Linked DNA regions of Mus musculus: regions 1 and 2 are each linked to region 3. A link is a contact called in public promoter capture Hi-C data. All regions are on one chromosome and are shown on one strand. The core of a region is the stretch at or near the end of the contact, and the rest is flanking DNA. Distances in the headings are between cores, read along the strand shown. Region 1 holds the start of Strn (striatin, calmodulin binding protein). Region 2 holds the start of Cdc42ep3 (CDC42 effector protein (Rho GTPase binding) 3). Region 3 holds the start of Fam98a (family with sequence similarity 98, member A).

What was found. Promoter capture Hi-C pulls out the DNA fragments that hold promoters and counts their contacts.
Region 1: a contact with region 3 is called in a promoter capture Hi-C map of pre-B cells, with 6 times the contacts expected there. The contact joins the promoter of Strn here to the promoter of Fam98a in region 3. A contact is called at or near these places in 2 of 39 promoter capture datasets (cranial neural crest and pre-B cells) and 1 of 484 Hi-C or Micro-C datasets (CD4 T cells).
Region 2: a promoter capture Hi-C map of pre-B cells shows a contact between it and region 3, with 4 times the contacts expected there. The contact joins the promoter of Cdc42ep3 here to the promoter of Fam98a in region 3. A contact is called at or near these places in 1 of 39 promoter capture datasets (pre-B cells) and 1 of 484 Hi-C or Micro-C datasets (CD4 T cells).

What each region holds. Positions count from the first base shown.
Region 1 is chr17:78,734,896-78,738,572 of GRCm38.p6, forward strand. Strn (striatin, calmodulin binding protein) reads right to left here and starts at 1,666. Exons shown (of 18, transcript NM_011500.3): 1 at 1,359-1,666. The coding sequence starts at 1,592.
Region 2 is chr17:79,352,900-79,356,541 of GRCm38.p6, forward strand. It overlaps Cdc42ep3 (CDC42 effector protein (Rho GTPase binding) 3), which reads right to left and starts at 2,192. Exons shown (of 2, transcript NM_026514.3): 1 at 1,918-2,192. Gm17315 (predicted gene, 17315) reads left to right here and starts at 1,800. Exons shown (of 2, transcript NR_165822.1): 1 at 1,800-2,105; 2 at 2,926-3,642.
Region 3 is chr17:75,550,405-75,554,082 of GRCm38.p6, forward strand. Fam98a (family with sequence similarity 98, member A) reads right to left here and starts at 1,542. Exons shown (of 8, transcript NM_133747.2): 1 at 1,337-1,542. The coding sequence starts at 1,389.

The sequences.
Region 1 (3,677 bases), core at 416-2,915, 3.2 Mb after region 3:
TGTCCGCCTTCTCATTAAAACAGAAACTCCATGAGGGGGGCAGGTTTCGTTAATCGGAGTCTGGATACACAAGGCAGGCATTCACTGAGCCCTGAACCTGTGCTGAATAAGTAAGGGTTGAAACTGAAGCCCAGAGAGGTCACAGAATCCCCTCAAGGTCACAGAGCCGGACTCAAGCCCAGCCTTTATCAGAGACTTATTTACCATAACCTTGCCTGTTTGCTCCTTCTGTGGCCACATCAATCTCTCAAAGCAGTACGCTTCTACAAGCGAGTCTCTTCAGTGTTTCTTTCTCTTCATATTTTGTGCCAAAAAAAAAAAAAACCACCAAAAACCAAAAAAGAAACACACTTCGAGTGCTTCGCAAACAAACTAAAACTGTACTCAAATTTCATAAGCATACAGATTTAGCCCATAAAACAGAGAGGCACAATTCACAGCTCTTTGAGTTCCTCTGGAAATTAGTGTATGTGTTGGAAGTTTTATAAACAGTCACAGTAAACCTACTTACCAACTCAGAGTGACCAGTGAGTTACCAACCTTTCATGCTTCTCTGGCGCACAAGAGCTCCTCTCAGATAAGCATGCTTTATCTGGCAGGTTATGCAAGGGGGCAACGTAGCCCTGAAGCCCCTTTAGTTCCTTTTAAGCTCTGGACATACAAATCAACTCTTGGGAAGTTTGAGATTCTGTGAAAAGATGTCCCACCTCTGCCCATTTTCTGACTCCCATCAATCAAATCCTTCACTGAAACCTATGAGTCTAACCCAAACGCGAATGCGGGATGGGGTCAAAGGGCAGACAGGGAAACATTTTCAGACATAAAACTGGAGCTGACACTGCTAGTAACATCAGTTTCTCGAGGAAAGCCAAGGCCTCACTGATACAACTTGTGTTGCTTTCTCTGGTCACCTTCCTTGCAGAGTGAGCGATAGACAACTGCCAAACCCTTCTGCGAGGAACGTCTCTAGACCTAGGGTGCGTCAGGTTGAGCCAGGATGATCTGCTCGGAGTCTCTCAAAACTACTGTCAACCCAATCAGTAAACCGAAAGGGACAGACAACCCCAAAATGTGGCATGGCAAACCAGTAGGAATAAGCACCGGAGTTGAGAGTGGGGAAAACAGCCGCCGGGAGGGTAAATGGATCAGAAGGAGTGGGAAAACAGGCTCAAGGAAGTGGGATCAGCAAAAAAAAGTCAAAGGTGACTGGAGGAAGGGGGATGAGATTCTGGAAGTGATGGGCGCAAGGCAAGGGGGAGGGGGCGCGAGCGGGCTGGGGGAGGGGGCGAAGGGTCTGGGGCGGGGCTGAAGAGAGAGAAGAGGCGGGATGAGGACCGCCAGGCCGGGAGGGTCTTTACCTGCAGCTCCGCCCGCTCCACCTCCCACTGGGCTCTCTCCACCTCGAAGCGGGCCCATTCGTGCTGCAGGAAGTGCAAGATCCCCGGGAGGCTGTACTGAGCTCGGGCCGCCCCCGCCGCAGCCGCTCCGTCTCCGGCCGCTGCAGCCTCCGCCAGAGGCCCGAGCCCCTTAGCACCGCCAGCTCCCGGGTGGTTGTTGCTGAAGAAGACGCCGGGCCCCGCCTGCTCGTCCATGGCGGCCGCACGAACCCCGGGGAGCTCTCTGCCTAGGCGCCCAGCAGCGGCGGCAAACTGCGGCGGCCAGCTCTGCCTCCTCCCTCCGCCGCTCCCCGCCCACACCCCAGTCAGCAGGGAGCAGCCGCCCGGGCGCGGGGGCCGGGCGAGCCCGTGACGGGCCGGGAAGTGGGTCAACTGCGGCCCGCGGGGCTTGCCGGGAAATGTAGTCCCGGGGCGTGGCGAACCCCGCTTGCCTGTAGGCCTGCGCCTCTCGGAGGCCGGACCGAAGCCACGCCCTTTCCTCGCCACGCCCTCCCCTGACGGCTCCGCGGGTTTCCTCTTCGGCAGTGCGGCCAGCCGATGCCCCTCGGGTCGCGCCGCCGCAGGCTCCCTTCATGCGGAAGTTCGCGAGCGGCGCTCCCTGTTGCATATTCGCACGCGGAAGTTATCACGCCAAGTACCAGCCCTAGCTCCACTTAGTTTAGGGCTTCCTGGTCGTTTTGTTAAGAAATAGGCGCTGGGCAAGCCATCCGGTCGTCTGCCCCCTCGTCGCCCTTTTCGGGGTTCATCAAAGCCTCGACACCCCTGGACCACGGCTTGCCATCGAGCCTACCATTCATCCCCAGAGGGGCTCAGTGCTTGTTAACAGACCAGTTTTCCCTTAGGAGGAGGAACTCTGGTCTTCTCTCTTTCTGCTAAGGTTCGACATTTGCCATGAGGGCTTTTTCTAATTTCCAGTTTAACACTTGGTCTGAAATATTAGTATTAAAAGTCCCTTTCTCTGTGCTAATCCTGCTTGTAAATTCTGCCAAAGTTTTAGATCTCCAGTAATAAAGAAGTGCTGCCTGTCCAATCTCATTTTTCCCCCCATCTTTGCGGCAGTTTTCACTCAATTCGCTTGAACAAGTATTTTATTGTCAGTAATATTCCGTGCCAGGAATATAAAGATAGATGTCACAGTTCTTGTCATCAAAAGGAGGTTGACATACATATAGAGTCACAGAGCCCTAAGGGCTACAATCAGAAGGAACAAAGTCCCTTTTTGCTCTATTGCACTCCTGAACCCGGGAACCTCCCCTTCCCACTTGTCGCTTTCCTAATTTCTTGGGCAATTGATCTTTACACCAAAGGCACACTAAAATCCTTTCCTTCTAAGTGGTTTGCCAGTGTTTTCCCTCTCTGAGTACCCTGATAACTATTATCATTATAAATTTACACTACACCAACTGGAGAAAGGAATGTGCCTGAAGAACATTTAAGAAATGAAAACGAAATTAAGTAATTATTTATCTGTCACTCCAACAAAAAAAAATTGTAATTTTGTTTTGATCTGGTGGACATGAAAAAAGAAAAAAAGAGAGTCAAGATACAAGCTGATGAGTGACTTGCAAGGGAAGGGCATCCTGTCCCTGTCCTCTCTGTTCCCTGGTCTTCCCATGGCAACTTGTGAAAAGGACAGGAAACACATTGTCTCTGCTCGGGTTGCAAAGAGCGATGGCAAAGCCCTCTGCTCAGTTACTGAATGTTTCTGCTTTGTGAATTCATTCTTTATTATCATAAAAAGTTGATCCAGGCCTGGCCAAATTCCTTGTGTCATAAATTAGTTTGGCTCTAAATGTTCTTTGAGATCCAGCCTGATTCATTCACAGCTCAAGAAATTGAGACTGTCCTCAATGAGACCTTGAATGACAGATGACTACCAAAACTAGCACCCAGATTACCTGCCTGTTAGCCCAGTAACCTTAAAAAAATTAAGCTGGACATGGTGGCACAGCCCAGAGACAAGAGACAAGCAGAGGGAAACAGATTTCTGAGTTTGAGACCAGCCTGGTCTACAGCATGAGTTCTAGGACAGCCAGGGCTAGTTATATATTTCTCTATCTATCTGATTTAATTTTAATTAATTAAAAACATGCTGACTACTCTTATATCTATCAGAACCAAGAAAACATAAATAGAATTTTTTTCCTTTCTTTTTTTTTTCCCTATCCTTTTCTTTCTGTTTTTTGTTTCTTGGATTTTTGAGACAGGGTTTCTCTGTGTAGCCCTGGCTGTCCTGGGACTTGCTCTGTAAGACCAGGCTGGCCTCCAACTCAGAGATCT
Region 2 (3,642 bases), core at 942-3,441, 3.8 Mb after region 3:
CCCTGAAGATAGGAGGCAGACTTTCAGGGTGCAGATTAGGGGGGTGGGAAGGAGCTCATCTTACTTCATGTCTTCAGGGGGCTGCCACAGCCTCGGCACCATGTTCCAATCATGGAATTCAGAATGCAAATCTCTAGCAGATGAGACGGCTGGAAAACAGAAACTGCCACAGACCCAGAAGGCTTCCAAAGTTCTCCTCTAAACATCATCTGAGAGCCCAGGGGCTGTGAGCCCCGAGACTGGTAGCCCCGTCTTCCAACCATGGGTGAGGCCTCCTGGAAAACCTAGGCACTTCCAGATGGACTGTCAACCATTCCTTGAATATAGATCTTAATCCTTTATCTCACACGTTACATCGCTAGACATTTCATAACGGCCTTATGGCCGAGTCCTTCATTCTGAAAAAGGTGTTTGTGTATACTGACATCTAAACTGTCCATCAAATCACAGTGGTGGAGGTATCTACAACTGTCCAGAAGTTGTACTCCCTAGCTCAGTTGTTAGTTGAAAGATCTTTTATAAGTCAGACCATTACAGGAGTCTTTTAATGGACTTAGGGGTGCCCCTGGGGCATCCTGGCTGCTTCCTGGGGAGGCTTATTTCTCCCTGTGATGTTAAGGGGGAGTTCCCAAGTCTGGGTCTACTATTAAAGCAGGGACATCTGCTACCCTCCTAATATTTTCAAGGCGGCACCCCTCCTCCACCCCCTCCCAGAACTCGAGGATACTGGGAGGGCTACAAGCTGCCAGGGTGAGGAAGCAGCAGAAGGAATCTTTGTCTCCCCAACACATCCATCAGTTCCCTCCCCAGAGCCCCCACTACACACTGCACACAATCAGCAGCCCACTCCCCGCAAACGCACCAAGGCTGCAAAGATTCAGGCTCCAGTCCCTGCCTGACATTCCTCTTCCCACCCTCCTTTTAATTCACTCACTTTTTTTTTTTTAAACAAAATGTAATTACTTGACTGTCAGCCGGGGCTGCACTCTGGGGCTTTAACTCCTTTCAACACAGATGTGCGCCCAGCTTTGATGCCGCTGTACTCGCAGCTTGTCCCAGCCACAGCCGGCTCGGTAATGTAACATTCAAGTGCATATTTATTTTTAAACTGACCTCTCCTAGACGGTGCAGTATAAAGCAGGTCCTGCCAAAAAATATGCTACTTTCTATTTATAAGATGAAACACATGCCTTCCCTCCCAAAGGCGAGAGCGGGGTGGAGTATAATAATTCATAAAGAAAAAAACTGACTGGCCGGATCCATTCGTCCTCGCATGGCTGTGTCAAGATACTTAGTGAGAAGGAAGAGAAAAGAAGAGGAAGAAGAGCAATAGCAGGAGGAAGAGGAGGAGGAGAGGCAGGAGGAGAAGGAGAGGGGAAGGAGGAGGAAGAGGGAGTAAAGATCTTGTAAACGCTTCAGTTGTTCAGAAACCGCAGTCGAGAAAGAAAAAAAAAATTTTTTTCCCCCAACTGCCAGATCTGCAGGTTGGAGCCTCAGCTACAATGTGCTGCCTCTGTCAGTTCGGAAACTGCCAAGCTGCGCGGTGCACTCTCGCGCCGCGCCGCATCGGTGCAAACACACAACTAGAGGGCCGCGGTAGCCAAGTGCGGTTTGTTCTGCTGGAAAAACGCAACACGCGCCCAGAATGGCTGTCAATGGCCTGGAGGGGGCCGTGCTGACTGCAGCCCCACCCTAAAGAAGTAGGTGGCAGAGCTCCGCGTCCTGATCCCCCCTCCCGGACGTCAAGCATGATGTCCCCTTTGATCCTCTAAACATCAGCTCAACCAGGCGGTGCGGTAGATTATCCTCGCACCCTCTAAGTCTTCCAAGGCCACCATCTGCACTAGCTGGAAGGGGGCTTAGGTTGAGGGTCGGACAGTCTTACAGGTGGAGAGACAGCCTGGGTCACACACTCACCAGCAGTCTCTAAGGCTCCTAGCTTCTGCCCGGAGGGCCGGGCGTCGGCCCGGGTCGCCTCCCGAGGGCGCAACAGTCCTCGCTGGTGCGCGCAGAACCAGAGGGGCGGCAACGGTTCACCGCAGAATCTGCTCCGGGACTGCGCGCGGCGTCTCCCGGGAGGCAGCCGCTGCGGAACTGGGTTGTCGGTGAGCGTCCCGCTGCTGTGCTCCCAGCGGCAGTTGGAAGCGCCCGCGACACTGTGCGCGCGGCTGCCGGACGCCGGGCCTCAACCTGCCGAGGGCGGGGCGCAGGACGCAGGGCGGGGCCGGCGCGGGGCGGGGCGGGGCTGTGAGGCCAGGGCAGGGCGGGGAGAAGGGTGCGGGCCGACCTGGACCGTCCCTCCGTTGTACCTGTCCCCCACCTCCCCACCACCCCCAGACCCGCAGGACTGGAGGCGAGGCTGCGGACTCTTGGAGGACAAAGGCTACCCACTGTCACCTCCCAGTTCCACCCCTTCCCAGTGGTGGCTTCTCTCAGAGGCAATGCCGGCTGGGGCTCCCTCAGGCACAAAGAAAAGTGGCGGGGTGCTCCCTTTAAAGAGGGGACCCCAGAGCGTTGCTGTCCGTACGGTGCGGGAGAACAATGGGACTCCGCCCGCACCCGGGACCCTCGTGCTCACCCTCGTGTCCCCGCCTTTCCCTGTCCTACCTAACCCACCTAGCAGTGCGGGGCTTCGCAGCGGAGGAAGGGGACCTGCGCGGGGAAGAAGGGCCACCTGACCGGGTCGCCGCAGCGCGGCCGCAGCTCCCTGGGGACCCCCTGGCAGCTGTAGCTCTCGGGAGGGAAAAGGAGGGTCGCGTGCTGTCAACGTGCAGCCGGCTCCCCTTGCAAGCTGTCGCCAAAACCTGGAGCGCGGATCTGACGCGCGGGAGACGCGGGGTGGAGGCTGAGAGCCTGCGGGACGCAGAGAAACGCAGACGCAGCAGGTTTTTCCTGTCGGGAGGGTGACGTCTCCTCCCCCTCCAGGTCTGTCAGAGATTGACCTAAAGCTGCGGAAGCGGGTGGCGGCTCTCCGGGACGCTCTGCGAGGCGGCGCAAGTGGCGCAGCTGCTGCTGCTCCGGACCGTAAAATTCCGCCCGTGGCGACACCTGCACCTGTCGGTCACCCAGCCAGGGCCTCAGGACGACCCGCCCCTCTGTCCCTGGACCTCTGTAGGAACCCAGAGAATTAATGTTAATTGTCTTAATTGGTCGCCCTCTCTTCCTTCTCCCTTAGTCCGCCAGGTTGGAGACAGGAAAAGGTGGTGTTTTCCGGCGTTGATGTCCCCCGCCGGCTTGGTTGACCTGGAAAAGGAGCTAGAACCCCGAGTAGTCGCACGCTCCAGGTCTGGCCCCAACCCTGGGACTCTCAGGTTGCCTGGAAATCCTGGCACAAAGCAGAGCCCCTCCTGGAGACCTTGGCTTCCCTGGGCGCTATCGGGGTCATCACAAGGGTGCCCCCAATCTGAATCGCTCTGAAACCTTAGACCGGGTGCACTTTAAGCCCAGGTCCTAAACCACGGTCGACGTTAAGATGAATTTAAAAAGGAAGCGGACACAACTGTTGGGGAAAGCAAAATACTTGGGTGGAGTGTTAAAAGCCTCAAAGAAAATAATAGTTGGCAGGTTAAACGGCCATGAGGTCGGAAGTCAAATACAAAACCGCAGAAGTGATACCAGAATTTTGACAAGCAAAACAGTCGG
Region 3 (3,678 bases), core at 292-2,791:
CACACACACACACACACACAAAAAAAATGTTTACTGAGTAAGCGAATCATCTTTAGACACCCGTTGAAAAGCACCCGTTCCACAGAATAAGGCTTACGTGTGGCCCATTGCAAGAACTAAGTTGGCCAAGTCTGGGCTATGCACAAAATGTGATTCAAAGAAATGACCACAGCGGCTGATGTTCACAGCGATGGTTAGTAAGCTTCCTTTATGGTCAGTACCTACTAGGACACCAAGCTAGTCACATGGGTTGCGCTTTGGCTACCTCAAAGGTGTCCTTCCCTAAAGAAAGGTGTCCCTTAAGAATTTCCATGGCATGGAAAAGCCTAAAGTTAAGCTTTGATTAAGGATTATAGTTAAAAATACAACAATCGGCAGGGCATGGGGGCTCACTCCTTTAATCATAGCTCTCAGGTGCCAGAGGCAGGAGGACCTCGGTGCGTCATTTCTTCTACGCTGATTTTATCCTGAAATAGTTATTCGCAGGCAAATACTTAATCATGCAGGGCTTTTTTTTTTTTTTTTTTTTTTTTTTTTTTTTTTTTTTTTTGCCTAAGAGCCTCTAGGTTCTCAAGTTTAAGCACCTTGATCTGGGTGACCAAACAAGATAAATAAGCCTTATTTCCAAATTCCTAAACACTGAAGACTATGACTGAGAGTCAAGATGCAAATATGCTGATTCTTGGTGGGTGAGGATGACCCTGGAATGCTGGAGTTCAGCGAGGCTGTGCTGGAGGTCTGAAGTCACTGACTGTCATTTCCAAAGCAGGTGGTTGAAAGGTTAGGTGCACAGCTGAGCGGGCTTGAGAGCAGCCGGCTGCATCGCCCAGACGTGCGCTTTGGGAAGCCTAGGTGCATGCAGAGATGACTGAGCAAAGATGATTTTTTTTTTTTTTTGAGAGAGAGAGAGACAGAGAAGTAGGGTGGGGGGTAGAAGCTCAAGAAAGAAGTAGGGAATCTTGGGGCCAAGTAGGAAAGCAGATACAACTTTGGCAAACCATAAAGTGGGGGTAGGGTGGGAGGACGGGAGGCAAGAAGAGAAAGCTTGGGGAGTGGGGGGGTGGTGAGAACCGGAGCCCAGACAATGACACGCATGACTGAGACACGCTGCGGGTAGCTGGGCTGTAGGGGAGCACCGGGGAGGACGAGGGCCGTCGGAGCCCAGTGGGCAGGGTAGGTGTGGACGTGGCACCGGGGGTCCCTGGGCCAGCAGCGGGAAGCTCCGGCGGGAGTCGGGTGCGGAGTGGCAAGGCAGGTGGCTCCGACCGGGCGCCCGAGGAGTTGCCGGGGCTCTAGCAGAGTGGACTTTCAGAAACTCATGCCCCCGCCGTCTTACCCTAGATCTTCCAACGACTCCAAGATGTCAGTCTCCATGAGGTCACACTCCATGCTACTGTGGTATTCAAATTTCCGAGTCGTCAGGCTGCCCTCTCGCCGGCAACGCGTACCCTAGCGCATGCGCTCCTTCCCCGGAACTTCCAAGTCGACAGCTGGCGCCTCAGTCCCCGTATTGCGCATGCCCCGAGCGTGCGCAAGCAGTTTGGTTCCGCCCACTGCCCCCACCTCACCGGCCGAGGAAAAAAAAATGGCCGGGTGTGCGCGTGCCCAGTATGGGGTAGTGAAGCTAGCTGCCCTAAGAAGGGCAGGAAGGCAGGTGGCGTGGCACCGAGGCTGGGAGACTCAGAGACTCAGCCAGGGGGCGCGGAGCTCTTGGAATGCGCATGTGCACAGCTTGGGGCGAGGCAGGCGCGGGAGGAGCAGAAGCAGGATCCAGCCTGGGATTGTAGAGTGACAGCTGTGGTATTGAAGATGCGTGTCCTCCTTTCACCTGCGAGTCACCACAGAAGGGCAAATTTGTGCGTTCCCAGCCACAGCCCAGGGCGGGGTTAGACGGGTCAAAAACAATGAAAGCCAGGAAAATGCCATTTGATTTTTCTTCAGTGTAGCCTCTGGAGTCCACGGTTAGAGAAGTGGCTTTCCTCAGTATGGATGCTTCAGAAAGTTTCTCCAGGGAAAGTTTTTTTTTTTTTTTTTGTCCCTGTCCTCTTGAGTCTGCCCCAGACACCACGCATTTTGTTTTAACGGGAAAGGGCATAACTCCATATCGAATACAATAGGGTATATTTGATTACATGCAGTTTAGACAATGGATCAACTTTTTGTCTCCGTTGACTTTTTTTTTTTTTTTTTTAATACAGGGTTTTATAGAGCCATGGATGGCCTGGAACTCACTATGCAGACCAGGCTGGCTGTGAACTCACAGAGCTCCACCTACCTTTGCCTTCCCAGTGCTGAGATTAAAGGCATCTGCTACCATGCTCAGTGTTGTCATTACTTTTGGCCACCCATGCTTGGGTGTAGCTTTCTATTATGAAAGAACTGTTGAATAAGGAGGAAATCGTTTTCAAAGAGATGATGTAGTTAGAAAATCATATTTATCTATGAATTGCCATGTTGTTATATTGTGTAGTCATTTGGTTTTAAACTTATTCTTACGTTTTATTTTGTAGTTTCCACTTTCATGTCTAATGGATAAGCATTCTCTGTCAGTAGTAATTCATGGTTTAGTTATTTATTTTGTGTAACATGGGTTGGGAGAAGGTTATGCACTAACTGTTCTAGTGACTATCCTCTTGACCCATGAGCGACCTGGCTTCTCCAAGAAAGCTCCCCTAAAGTTAAATATTCTTCAAGGTGTATTCATTGATTCTAATTTCCTGATTGGGAAAAGTTGCAAATCCAGAGCCAAGGTTCTGTCAGACTGTCATTAGTCCCCTTAAGAGCCCACCCTGGCCCATCCTGTGTGACCTAACCTCATTTTGGCTATCAGGTAAAACTTTTGGGATGTGTAAACATCCAAATTAGCTTCTGCCTACTCAAAGCCACAAGTGTCATCAGATAACAGCTAAGTTCTCTCCACATCACTGTAAACTTCTCACCTGCTGTCCCCACCAATATATCTGAAGAAATAATCCCTTGACTTATGAGTTGGTATTGTGTAACTATACAGACAGTGGAACCAGTTCTGTGTTGGCACATGTTATGTGGGGCAGTCTGAGTCTGTACCTGGGTCATGGTCACTCATATTTGGATCAAGAAAAAAAAGTATTTTGCATCAACATATTATTGTATAGGGTTATAATGCTGTATGAACATTGTTTGCATTATATAGATGAGCAACCTGAAGCACCGTGTCTTTCTGATCCTTAGCATTCGTAAACAATTAGTGCATTCTGAAACTTGAGTGTATTTGCATCCATACACTTACTTGATTGTTCAGACAAGGATTAAAAGCAGAATGGGAAAAGATAGGGAAATTAATTATCTGATTTTTTTATGCCTGTATATATTGTACATAATTTTAATAAAATGATTCTTTATCATGGAAATGTTGAATGTGCTAAAAACAGTAACAATGAAAGGTTGTTTTTTAATAGAAAAGGTTTTATTCCTAACTCAGACCCCCAGCCTTGTTACACAAGACTATTTTAAACGCTGACATTTAATTTTTAAGAAAATCAAGCAAAGTCAAAGGTTATCATTAGAAACATGATGTACTGTCAGTCACAGTTTCAAATGTTGCCATTTTTTTTAACTTTTGTAACTCAACAAAGGATTCCAGAAACAATCTGTGGTCTGGTTTTTATAAACACCTTTATGCAGACATGAGTATCCTAC